Linked DNA regions of Mus musculus: region 2 is linked to region 1. A link is a contact called in public promoter capture Hi-C data. All regions are on one chromosome and are shown on one strand. The core of a region is the stretch at or near the end of the contact, and the rest is flanking DNA. Distances in the headings are between cores, read along the strand shown.

The links. Promoter capture Hi-C pulls out the DNA fragments that hold promoters and counts their contacts.
Region 2: a contact with region 1 is called in a promoter capture Hi-C map of embryonic stem cells, with 6 times the contacts expected there. The contact joins the enhancer-like site here to the promoter of Cyp2b10 in region 1. A contact is called at or near these places in 10 of 39 promoter capture datasets (cranial neural crest, embryonic stem cells, hippocampal neurons and 3 more).

The regions. Positions count from the first base shown.
Region 1 is chr7:25,894,666-25,900,410 of GRCm38.p6, reverse strand. It overlaps Cyp2b10 (cytochrome P450, family 2, subfamily b, polypeptide 10), which reads right to left and starts at 2,753. Exons shown (of 9, transcript NM_009999.4): 1 at 2,556-2,753. The coding sequence starts at 2,726.
Region 2 is chr7:26,663,004-26,668,748 of GRCm38.p6, reverse strand. It overlaps Cyp2b23 (cytochrome P450, family 2, subfamily b, polypeptide 23), which reads left to right. Exons shown (of 9, transcript NM_001081148.1): 9 at 2,635-3,522. The coding sequence ends at 2,816. Among named protein-coding and RNA genes, the nearest start is that of Cyp2b23, 21 kb to the left of the region's middle. Within about 2 kb of position 2,543, at least 5 of the 459 cell types and tissues checked have an H3K27ac peak or open chromatin away from gene starts, as enhancers often do. A contact at or near this core is called in embryonic stem cells, where this site is marked.

The sequences.
Region 1 (5,745 bases), core at 1,504-4,003:
CCACCCAGCAGTTGACTAAAACAGATGCAGAGACCCACAGCCAAACATTGGATGGAGGTAGAGAGTTTTTTAGCAAAGTTGGGGGAAGGATTGAGGGCCCCAAAGGGGATAGGAACTCCACAGGAAGAAGACAAAGTCAACTAACCTAGACCCTTGAGGGGTCTCAGAGACTGAACCACCAACCAAAAAGCATGCACAGGCTGGACCTAGGCCTCCCTGCACATATATAGCAGAGGTGTCACTCAGTCTTCATGTGGGTCCCAAACAACTGGAGCAGGGGCTGTCTCAAAAGCTGCTGCCATCCGGGCATGGTGGCCCACGCCTTTAATCCCAGCACTTGGGAGGCAGAGGCAGGCGGATCTCTGAGTTCAAGGCCAGCCTGGTCTACAAAGTGAGTTTCAGGACAGCCAAGGCTACACAGAGAAACCCTGTCTCAAAGAAGAAGAAGAAGAAGAAGAAGAAGAAGAAGAAGAAGAAGAAGAAGAAGAAGAAGAAGAAGAAGGAGAAGGAGAAGGAGAAGGAGAAGGAGAAGGAGAAGGAGAAGGAGAAGGAGAAGGAGAAGGAGAAGGAGAAGGAGAAGGAGAAGGAGAAGGAGAAGGAGAAGGAGAAGGAGAAGGAGAAGGAGAAGGAGAAGGAGAAGGAGAAGGAGAAGGAGAAGGAGAAGGAGAAGGAGAAGGAGAAGGAGAAGGAGAAGGAGAAGAAGAAGAAGAAGAAGAAGAAGAAGAAGAAGAAGAAGAAGAAGAAGAAGAAGAAGCTGCTGCCTGCCTGTGGAATATGTTCTTCTAGCTGGACTGCCTTATCTGGCTGCAGTGGAAGAGGGTGGTGTGCCTAACCCCGCATAGACTTGATGTGTTGTGGTGGGGATACCCAGGGAGCCTCCAACCTCTCAAAGAAGAAAGGGAGGGGTGAACGACACCCAAATTAACTAATTAATTAACAAATTTGTTAATTTGTTGATTGATTGATTAATTACTGGGAAGTTGGCATGGGACTTTGGGTGTCCCCCGACTAAGTTAATTAGTTAATTAATTAATTAATTAGGGAAAAATATCACCTTCACTACAGGGGAAAGATGCACCATTTTGGATGCTACCACCGCTCCCTGTGGGTCTGTGGGCAGTGGTGGCGCTGGCTGTGGAAGGGAGTCAATTACTTTCATGGTATGGTTACTCCTAACTTCATGTTTCAGTAAATAGTTCCCGCCCATGGTCATGAAGTTGTCAGCATCTCATCTTTTACTCACCAACCCTCCCACCTGAACCTAGAGCCCAGAAGGCATCCATCCTTTTGCTTCATACTAAGTTATCTCCAAGAAATAAACCACACATCAACCCACCCTGAACGACCCTAACTAAACTCAGTGGGTAAAAACATAAAAGGGGCATCAAGGTAGGAAGAGGCATGTTGGCCAAAAGAAGGGTTTCTGTGAGAGAAAGAGGGAAAGGAGGGGTCACAGATGACAAAGGTCCAGCATATGTGTACATTGAATTGTCAATGGATTTCTTAAAATAAATCAGGTAGGATGTTGGCTTGACCTTTCCTCACACATGGGAGGCATGTGTTTAAAACATGTGTGGCAGTGTGTGGCGACACACTTATCATTCCAGAGGCTAAGGTAGGAGAATCATGAGTTGGGAACCAACCTAAAAAATAAAAACAGGAGCCGGGCGTGGTGGCCCATGCCTTTAATCCCAGCACTCGGGAGGCAGAGGCAGGTGGATTTCTGAGTTCGAGGCCAGCCTGGTCTACAGAGTGAGTTCCAGGATAGCCAGGGCTATACAGAGAAACCCTGTCTTGAAAAACCAAAAAAATAAAAAATAAAAAAAAAATAAAAACAGGGACAGACCCCATCTCAAAAAATAAGTTAATATAACTGGATTTGCCACTAGTGCTGGGAAGGGGAGGGATCTTTTAAAAGCCAGGTGGTAACAAATACAAGGTTCAAAAGTGTGATCTCCACAGCTACGGCGAAGAACAGAGGGATGGGACTTATAGTCACTACCTCAGCTCTCTCATGAAAGGCAGGATCACGGATGCTGATTACAGATGCTGTAAGCAAGTGGTAATTAAACATGAAACACTGTGTGTGAAGCACCAATATAGACACTGATAGGTCAGTGCCAAGCCAGGGGCTGGAATAAACTGATAACACTCCTACCCACCCCTCCTCCTGTTCTGCCTCTCTTCCCCTTTGTCCTAGAACACCTCAGGCTAATCTCTTGCTGGCAGAAGCAAGCCTTCATGTTGATGCCTCTGATATTTTTCTTTCTCTTCTGGAACAGACAAGCTCCAAGGAGTGAAATTCTGCACGCTCACACCTCAACGCCTCTACGCCTCTCGAAGCCCAAGCACAAGTGCCCCCACACAACTCCAACGTAGCAAGATTTGCCTGTCTATCTGAGTACCATCCACCACAAATCAGCATCTCACCCTCCCCTCAGCAACCTTCCCACCTGAACCTACACCGTGGAAGGAGTCTCTTGCTCTTCCTGATGAGTGACCTCCGAAAACAAAAGCAGGGGGAAACCCACACTAAGACCTCATATTGTTCTCACCTGAATAAAAGACTTGAGGAGGCCTCCTCTGTCCATCTGCAAGAGGTTCCCCAAGAGGGGCAGGGGACGGGGTCCTGGTGGGAAGTTGCCACGGGACTTTGGGTGTCCCCTGGCTAAGAGTAACAAGAAGCCCACAAGGAGAGCAAGGAGGAGCAGGACACTGGGCTCCATGGTCCTGGTCTAACCAATGTTGACTTCACTCCACGCTCCAGCAGGATCTTTTATGCTGGCCCCGCCTCTCCACTCAGTTATGCAACTTCAGCTGTTCCCGCCTCCTGTCTCTCATTGTCCAGAGCGTGAGGAGCCATAGCAACTCCCTGCTTTGGCTGCTCACTCCTCATTCCCTTACCCTCACTGTAGATGTTGGCAAGGACACCATGAAACAGATACATAGGACAAAAGGGCACTGGGAGTGATGCTTCTTGTTTTATGGAGGTGGGTGTGCCCTTGTCAGCTCAGTTTTGTCTGTTCACTTACTGGGACAAGAGACTGCGGGTGTGCTGTACGCTTTTAATACCTGAAAGGTCATTTCTGAGATGAATGTACGGATGTGTATTTCTGTGTCTGAGTCTAGATGTGCTACCTAATCTATTCTTACATGTCTGGGGTGTATTTACATGTCTAATCTTAAATTATGGAGGCCTCTCTGTATGTTCTTTATGTCCTGGGTAAACGTGATTACATTTGGCTTGACAAGAGTAGTGTCCCATGATCTTTTGTTTGTCTCTGCCTGTTCATTCCCTGATCCAGGTTTTTTTAAGGTCTGCAGATATAATTTCTCCAGAGCCCCCATTTCACTCTCTGGCCCATGATAGCCATAGATGGGAGAAAAGGGAGGAGAAAAAAGGAGAGGCAAGAGAGTAGTGAGGCTCAGAAGTCAGGTGGACAGAGGCGAAACCTGGCAGAGCAGATGGAGCTCCTGGGTTTCTGGACTGGCTAGCTTTTGTGTCAACATGACACATGCTGTAGTCATTTGAGATGAGGGAACTTCAATTGAGAGAATATATCCATAAAATCACACTGAAGGCAAGCCTTTAGAGTGTTTTCTTAATCAGCGATTGGATGTTGGAGGGCCTAAGTCACCGTGGGAAATTTCATCCCTGGACTGGTGATCCTGGGTTCTATAAGAAACCAGGCTGAGCAAGCCATGATGAGTAAGCAGCATCCCTCCATGGCCTCTGCATTGCCTCCAGCTTCCTGCCTTGTGTTCCTGCCCCGACTTCCTTGGATGATAAACTATAAATTGCAAGCAAAATATATCCTTTCCTCCCCAAGTTGCCTGTAGAAGTTTTATCACAGAAATAGAGACCCTAACTCAGATTGTCTCTGACCACTGTGTCTAAGGACAAATGGTTCCACTCATCCTCCTTGTTGTTTTCACAGCACAGGAAGTTCTCTGACCTTCCCTCTTGCTAAAAGGAAATAAAAAGCTAAGAGGGAAATAGAAAGTTCTTAATTAGCCCACCAGTACAGGGGTAACATTGATCCGCTCAGAACATGTTCTATTTCGAATGCAAAAATCTGTCTCAGAAGTTCATGTTTCAACACTATACCTAACTGATATTATTTGGGGAGGTGGCAGGACACTTAGGGCTAAAGCTTGCAAGAAAGAAGTAGGTTGCTGGAGGTAACCTAATGAATTATAACTTTACTGAATCAATCTCTCTCTCTCTCTCCCTCTCTCTCTCTCTCTCTCTCTCTCTCTCCCTCTCTCTCTCTCTCTCTCTCCCCTTCTTCCTCCCTCTCTCCTTCCTCCTCCTTCTTCCATCTCTTGTACATAAGAACAACCACAAGCTCCAACATCTAGACCAAGCCCCAAATGCCATACCTCCCCTGCAATGAAACTGAGAGGAAATAAATCCTTCTCCTCAGTTGCTTGGTAGCAGGAATTTGGGAGAAAGAGTCTCACTGTCCATCCTAGGTTCCTGGTCCTTCTGCCTCTACATCCCAGGTGTCAGGATTTCAGGTTTGTACTACCATATCCAGCTATCTGTTTTAGCTACATCTTTATAGCTCAAACTGGTTGTGGTCGACTTGCTTCAACTTCTGAAGTAAATAAGTTCAAACCACCACACATTTTAAGCCCATTGGTTGAACTCTTCATTCTTTGGTCTTAGACAAGGTCCCCCTACATATCCCAGGCTGACTTTGAACTCATAATGTTCTCTTCTGGCCTCCCCACTACTGGGACCACAGATGTGTGCTATCACATTTAGAACATGCCAAGCTCTTGATGGCCACATTTGGAAAGCAGCTATCATGTGGACAATGTAGTTCTAATCCACTGTGTGGTCTTAGACAAGACTCTTAATCTCTCTGTACTTCTGTCTATTAAAAAGTGGAGGCAATATACACCTCTCCAAAATGTAAGTATTGTGCCAGTTACTGCATAGAACACACTTCATGGCTCCCACTGGGAATCCTGGGCTGGAATACTGACCCAAGTTCAGTGCCAGATCAACCAGCTTGGCAGGAGCAAGGTCCTGGTGTCAGGCAAGTTGATGGTGGCACTGTGCCAAGGTCAGGAAAGTACAGATTCTGTGCCCGAAATCACCATGTTTTTCTGACCTTCCTCCTAAGTCACTGGAGTGCACCTCTTCAAGATTGTGTCCTGATCCAGACAGGCATTAGCTGAACATCACAAAAGGGGTGCTGCTTCCTCTCCCTCCACCTCTCTCCATTAAAGAGAAATGAAGTGTTGTTAAGGAGAGGTCCAAGGATGGGCAGAGCAGCCCATGATTTTCATCTCCACGTTGGGAAGGCTGTCCTTGCCTGGGTAACTTAGGGAGACCCTATCTCAAAATTAAAACTTTAAGAGTTGGTTGTATACCCTTAAGGTAGACCATTCTCCTGGTATCTTAGTTTATTTTCTGGTTCTGTGAAGAGACACCATGACAAAGACAACTTATAGAAGAAAGAGTTTGTTTGGACTTCCTTGTAATTCAAGAGAGTTAGAGTCCATAACCATCATGGCAAGGAGCACGGCAGCAGACACGCATGACACTGCTCAAGTGTCAAGAGCTCGGTAGTTGAGAGCTTACATCTTTATCTACAAGCATGAGAGAGAGAGAGAGAGAGACAGACAGACAGACAGACAGACACAGACACAGACACAGAGAGACAGAGAGAACCAATAACTGAAAATGGTTATTGAAACCATTTTGAAACCTCAAAGTCCATTCCTAATGAC
Region 2 (5,745 bases), core at 1,294-3,793, 770 kb before region 1:
TTGGAGAAATGGATGTTCTAGGGACAATTCTATAGCCTTTGGTCACCAATCCCTACCCTTGTCACAACTCTGGATAGAGTTAGAACACTCTAACTCTGTTAGGGATAGAACACTGGTCTATGTGTATGTTAATGCATTCTCTTGCAAACAGTCCACACCTCCAGACCCTCACCTCTGCATTCTAGCATGTCCTGTTTTTGGTGAACCTCTTTGCCCTCATCCCTCACTGAGTGCTTTAGGTAAGTGCTCTCCTGCTGAGTCATGTCTCAGTTAAGAACTGTCTAGTCCTGAGTGTAAGTGACTTCAGTGACCCTGGGTTAATTTCTGCTCCTGGATCTGTCTAGTATAATTGCCTCTTTCATATTTCATCTTTGGAGCTGGAGACCAATAGGGCCGTGAGATAAAAATGAATATAACAATGCCAAGATAAGAAGGGCAGGCATGTGGAAAAAAGGCACAGAGAGAAATAAACAATAGTGAGATAAGAAATTTAAAACAGATCCTCCAAAAGAGGGGCAATCAGGAAGACATAGCAGCTCCAACAGGAGACATTTTGTAAGAACCAAGAAGTGAACATGAGACAGAAGAAAAGTGATTAACCAGACAGGAAGAGAGAGAGTGTGTTGGAGCTGGCCTGCAACTCTCATGTCCGGGTTCGAGCCTGGGAGGCAGCCTGGAGCTGAAAGAGAAGAGGGGACCTAGGTGGGTCGAAAATAATGGAACCAAGACAACTAGTCTGCTCAAGGTTCTAATGTTCAATGGTGGACATGCTTTATAAAGGAGGAGGGAGGCCCATTCCCGCCAATTCATCCTTGGAGCCCAGCTGCAGATGACCATGTGAAGGATAGGATATAGTCTCCAGAATAGCTAGGCTGACTCCCAGCAGGTAGCAGCAGTGACAGTGGCTGAACAATAGAGTGATCTAGGGAGGCAGGCTCCACCCTAGGTAATCTCCTTAGTGGCAGCAAAGTCGAGGTCTGGTTCAGCCAGCTTCAGGCTGGGTGGAGGTCACAAGAGAGAAAGAGGGAGAGGGAGAGGGAGAGGGAGAGGGAGAGGGAGAGAGAGGGGGGGAGGGGAGAGGGAGAGAGAGAGAGGTGGGGGAGGGGGAGAGGAGAGGGAGAGGGAGAGAACAGAAAATGAAATTGGAGAGCACAACTAGAAATAGATAAAGGAACAGGAGAGAGAACAGCGAAGGAACATGTGACAAGCTGTCCTTAGAGAAAGGGGGTGGCTAGGATGGTACCTAGGGTATTGAGAAAGAAACAAACAGAGAGAACAGATCAAAAGATACATAGTGGTGATAGGCTCAGACACAGGTTCAGGGAGACTGCCATGGGTAAAAAGAGAGAGGGAAGGAGGAAGAAAGTGAGGGAGAGAGAGAAAGAAAGGAGAGAGAGAGGGAGAGAGAGAGGGAGGGAGGGAGGGAGAGAGAGAGAGAGAGAGAGAGAGAGAGAGAGAGAGAGAGAGAGAGAGAGAGAGAAGGAAATGGAGTGTGTGTGTGTGTGTGTGTGTGTGTGTGTGTGTGTGTGTGTGTGTATTAGATCCATAAAAGGTGCCCAAAATTCTGGAAAAGAGATACCCAGAAAGATATGGTACTTTTGTAAATACTTCCACACACAGGAACAATTTTTCTACAACCTACAAGGCCTAGAGATTGCTGGGAAATCCCTCCTGCACCTGGAGGGCCCAGGCAGTCAGTTGCAGCTAAAGAATCACTGAGGTACATACCGGCTGTGTGGTGCCTGTACATGGGCTTTCAGGCTCCCCCTGCTCTGTGGTATCCATACCTGAGGTTATAAACCAGCAAGGGCTCCTCATTCTTCTGAGAACCTAGTGGATAACAAATTTCAAGGTATAGAAGAATAGGGGACACAGAGAGAAGGGGTGGATGAGAGACAGAGAGGACAGAGAAAGAGAGGAGACATAGAGGTCTCTCTCTGAAGCCCAGGGAATTTGGAACCCACTGTGTTCCTGCCTCAGTCTGCCAAATTCTATAAGTACAGGCATGCACCTCCATGTCAAGCCTATGTAGGATTTCTAAACAATGCCTTTTCCCTCGGGGCATCCTGATGAGATGGGTATCAAACTTCTCATTTGAGAAATTAGGGATGCTAAAAGTCTTGCATTATAAATGTGTGCACAAACACACTTCAGACCTATTCTAATTTGGTTTTAAAGTTCTGGAAGAAGGGCTCTTAACAAAAAGCTACAAATCTGTCAACAGTGACTACAAGATATTCACCAACAATTTGTCCTTTATTTTATGATTTATTTCTTATATACATAATTGCATGTGTATTCATAAGTGCTATGGTATGTATGTATGTGTTTATGTTGAAGGACAGTTTTTAGGAGCTGGTTCTCTCCTTCCAGCATGTGTGTCCATGGGATTGAACTCATGGCCCCAGGACTGGGGGCAGGCTGTTGCCCATGCTAAGGCATCTCACTGGCCTATGCACAAATTCTTTCAGATCTGGGACTCTCTTAACATTCTCATTTGAATTGCAGGTTGAGAGTCAAACTCATTGTTATTCATTGCAATGGGCAGAGTTGTCTAAATGGGATTAGGGATGGGGCAGTACAGAGGTTTTATACTTGTCAGGAACTCACATGGCTCACTTTCTCTGCCCATAGGAAAGCGCATTTGTCTTGGCGAAGGCATTGCCCGAAACGAATTGTTCCTTTTCTTCACTGCCCTCCTTCAGAACTTCTCATTGTCCAGCCCCGTGGCTCCTGAAGACATTGACCTGACTCCCAAGGAGAGTGGCTTTGTCAAAATACCCCCAGTGTATCGGATCTGCTTCTTACCTCGCTGACTGGGCTGAGGCAGCCAGGTGTCTCTATTTCTGTTGAGAATGGCACCATCTTTCTGCCTCTGAAAGACCTGCTGGAAACCAGACCCTAAGTCGATGCTCATCTGTTCTACCTACTGATGCTTCTCTAAAGCCCCAAAGCATGTTCTTCTCCCCTGTGAATGTACTGGACAAATCAATCAGCTGTCTCTCTTGATGTGTGAACAGACTTCTGGAGGCCACATCCCATGCTTAATCACCTCCTTCCTCCCAATAGCCCAAGTCCCCACTTATCAGCTCTCCACACACTGTGATCTGTGATAATGGACTCTAAAAGTTTTGAATTCTATGTCTACAGATTTGTCTAGTATGTATGGTTCAGGTAAACAGATTCACACATTGTGTGATGTTTGGTGTCTTGTGCCTTTACTTCACATAAAATTATCTAGGTTTCTGTATTCTACAGGCCACAGTCAGAAATATTCATGTGTGTTTTTCATGATAGTTCTTAGAATTCTCTTCCTGCTTTTTTTTTTTTTTTTTGTCTAGGCAGAGGCCTCCTCAGCCTGTGGCTCCTGAGATGCATGTTTCTGGACATCAAACCTCAGGTTTCCTTATGTTTCTGTTTAAATCTTCCAAGAATCACACAATCCCTGCATTAGTAAGGGTCTCTAAAGGAACAGGACTGACAGAATCAATCAATCAATCAATCAATCAATCAATCAATCAATCAACCAGTCTATTGATCATTTATTACTTATCATCTCTCTATTCATCATTCATCATCTATCTATTTAACATTCTATCTTTATCTATTTGTCTATATACTCTATCTATCTATCTATCTATCTATCTATCTATCTATCTATCTATTTATCTATCTTAGTTAGGGTTTTACTGCTGTGAACAGACACAATGACCAAGGCAAGTCTTATAAAGAACAACATTTAATTGTGCTGGCTTACATGTTCAGAATTTGAGTCTGTCATCATCAAGGTGGGAGCAGGGCAGCATCTAGGCTGGCATGATTCAGGCAGAACTGACAGTTCTACATCTTCATCTGAAGGCTGCTAGTGGAAGAGTGACTTCCAGGCAGCTATGATGAGCCCATGCCTACAGTGATATATCTACTGTAACAAGGTCATACCTCTTAATAGTGCCATTCCCTGGGCCAAACATAAACAAAGTATCACGCTATCACACTATCACTCTATCATCTATCTATCTATCTATCTATCTATCTATCTATCTATCTATCTTCTCTCTCTCTCTCTCTCTCATCTGTCATATATCTATGTAATTCATTAGAGTAGTTTGACTGTCTCATATGAAAAGGCTGAGAATTCAGTAGTTGTCCATCCATGAGCCTCTAAGCTTGTTGTGTCATTCATGAGCCTCTAAGCTTGATCTGTGCCATCCATGAACCTCTAAACTAGATCAAGCAGTACTGCAGTCCTGGAAGATGCCTGGAGAACTGCTGGTGTTTCTGTCTCTGTTGCAATCCACAAGAAATTGGATTTATTACCAGCCATAGCAACAGATTAGGTAAACTCCAGGGAGAGTGAGGGTAGGCAGGACAAAAAGCACAATTTCCTTCTTTCCTGTGTCTACCAACAGAAGGTGTGACCCAGGTTTGAGGAGGATCTTCTTGTTTCAAATAATCTGAAAAGGAGACTCCCTCACAAGAGCACTCAGCAGCTTGGGTTTTAGTTGTTGCGATATACAGTCTAGGTAACACCCAAGAATGCGGAGACCCTTACCTCCTGGATATTTTTACATGTCATCTTGTGATAGGTATCTAAGGATCTTTCCAGAAGGGCATTTTGCTGCAAACTCCATCACATCTATGTCAGGTTTGAAGGGACAACCCTTTGCCTTGCTCACTGCTTCTCTGTGAGAACCTGAGACTGCAATTGTCTAACATAAGGTGTTTAAAGTAGGGCAAGACAAAGAAGCAAAGAAACAACTTGTGGGAAAGCTCTACTAATCAAGGTCAAAGTCCACCATTGACCAGATAGCCTTCTGAGGCTTGGTACATAATAGAGGACTCTATTTGTAGGGTTTTCCTTCTCTAACTTTCTCTGGGGAATTCAAAATCTCACACATGCCTCTACCTGAGGAATGTCATGTATCCTTAGTTATGTGGAGGAGGTCAGGGTGAGGAAGCAGGGGATGGGAGAAAGGAAGGAGTCTTCATAGGCAAAAAGTTTTGAGTCCAATATTGAGCAGGTGTCTCCAGATCATTTTGGGGGATTCTCTTCTTTCAATTCTGGCATGGTACTAGAGAAGCTTCTAGAATTCTTGTAAGGCCAAACCTTGGAAATAAGTAGGGGAGATAAGATCTGGTAGAAGTATTGTGGTTTGCATTCGAAAAAGCAGCAGTGTGGATTCTGTGAAATTCATAAAGTCAAAAGCTGGGAATGGTCTTAGATTAGCTGGGACTTGGTCAGTGGGGAAGGGAGGAAGGGGAGGGGAGGGGAGAGGGAGAGGGAGAGGGGGAGGGGAGAGGGAGAAGGAGAGGGGGAGGGGGAGGGAGAGGGAGAGAGAGAGAGAGAGAGAGAGAGAGAGAGAGAGAGAGAGAGAGAGAGAGAGAGAGAGTTGACTAAATCCACAGACCTCAAGTTTTGGTTTTCCCTCACGATACCGAAGCAACACTGTGGACTGTGATCCAGGTGCAGGAGGAAGGACCCACCAGTAGACTAACCTTGTGAGGTCTGGATCTTTTTCTCCACAGACAGGGGGAGATATGGGGATATATTCACAGCACTTAGCCTATTCTAGTTCTGTGTGGATATGGCATTATGGGAGGCCCTAGTGGCTGAGGCTGAAGCTTTTTCTGGTCAAGAGCTCATGGCCATCATTGATCCTCCTTTCAGGAAGTGGTGGGTGGTGAATGTTCCTCAATGTAGTGGGAGGGAAGATCCTGTGAATTTTCACAACTTTCCACCCAACT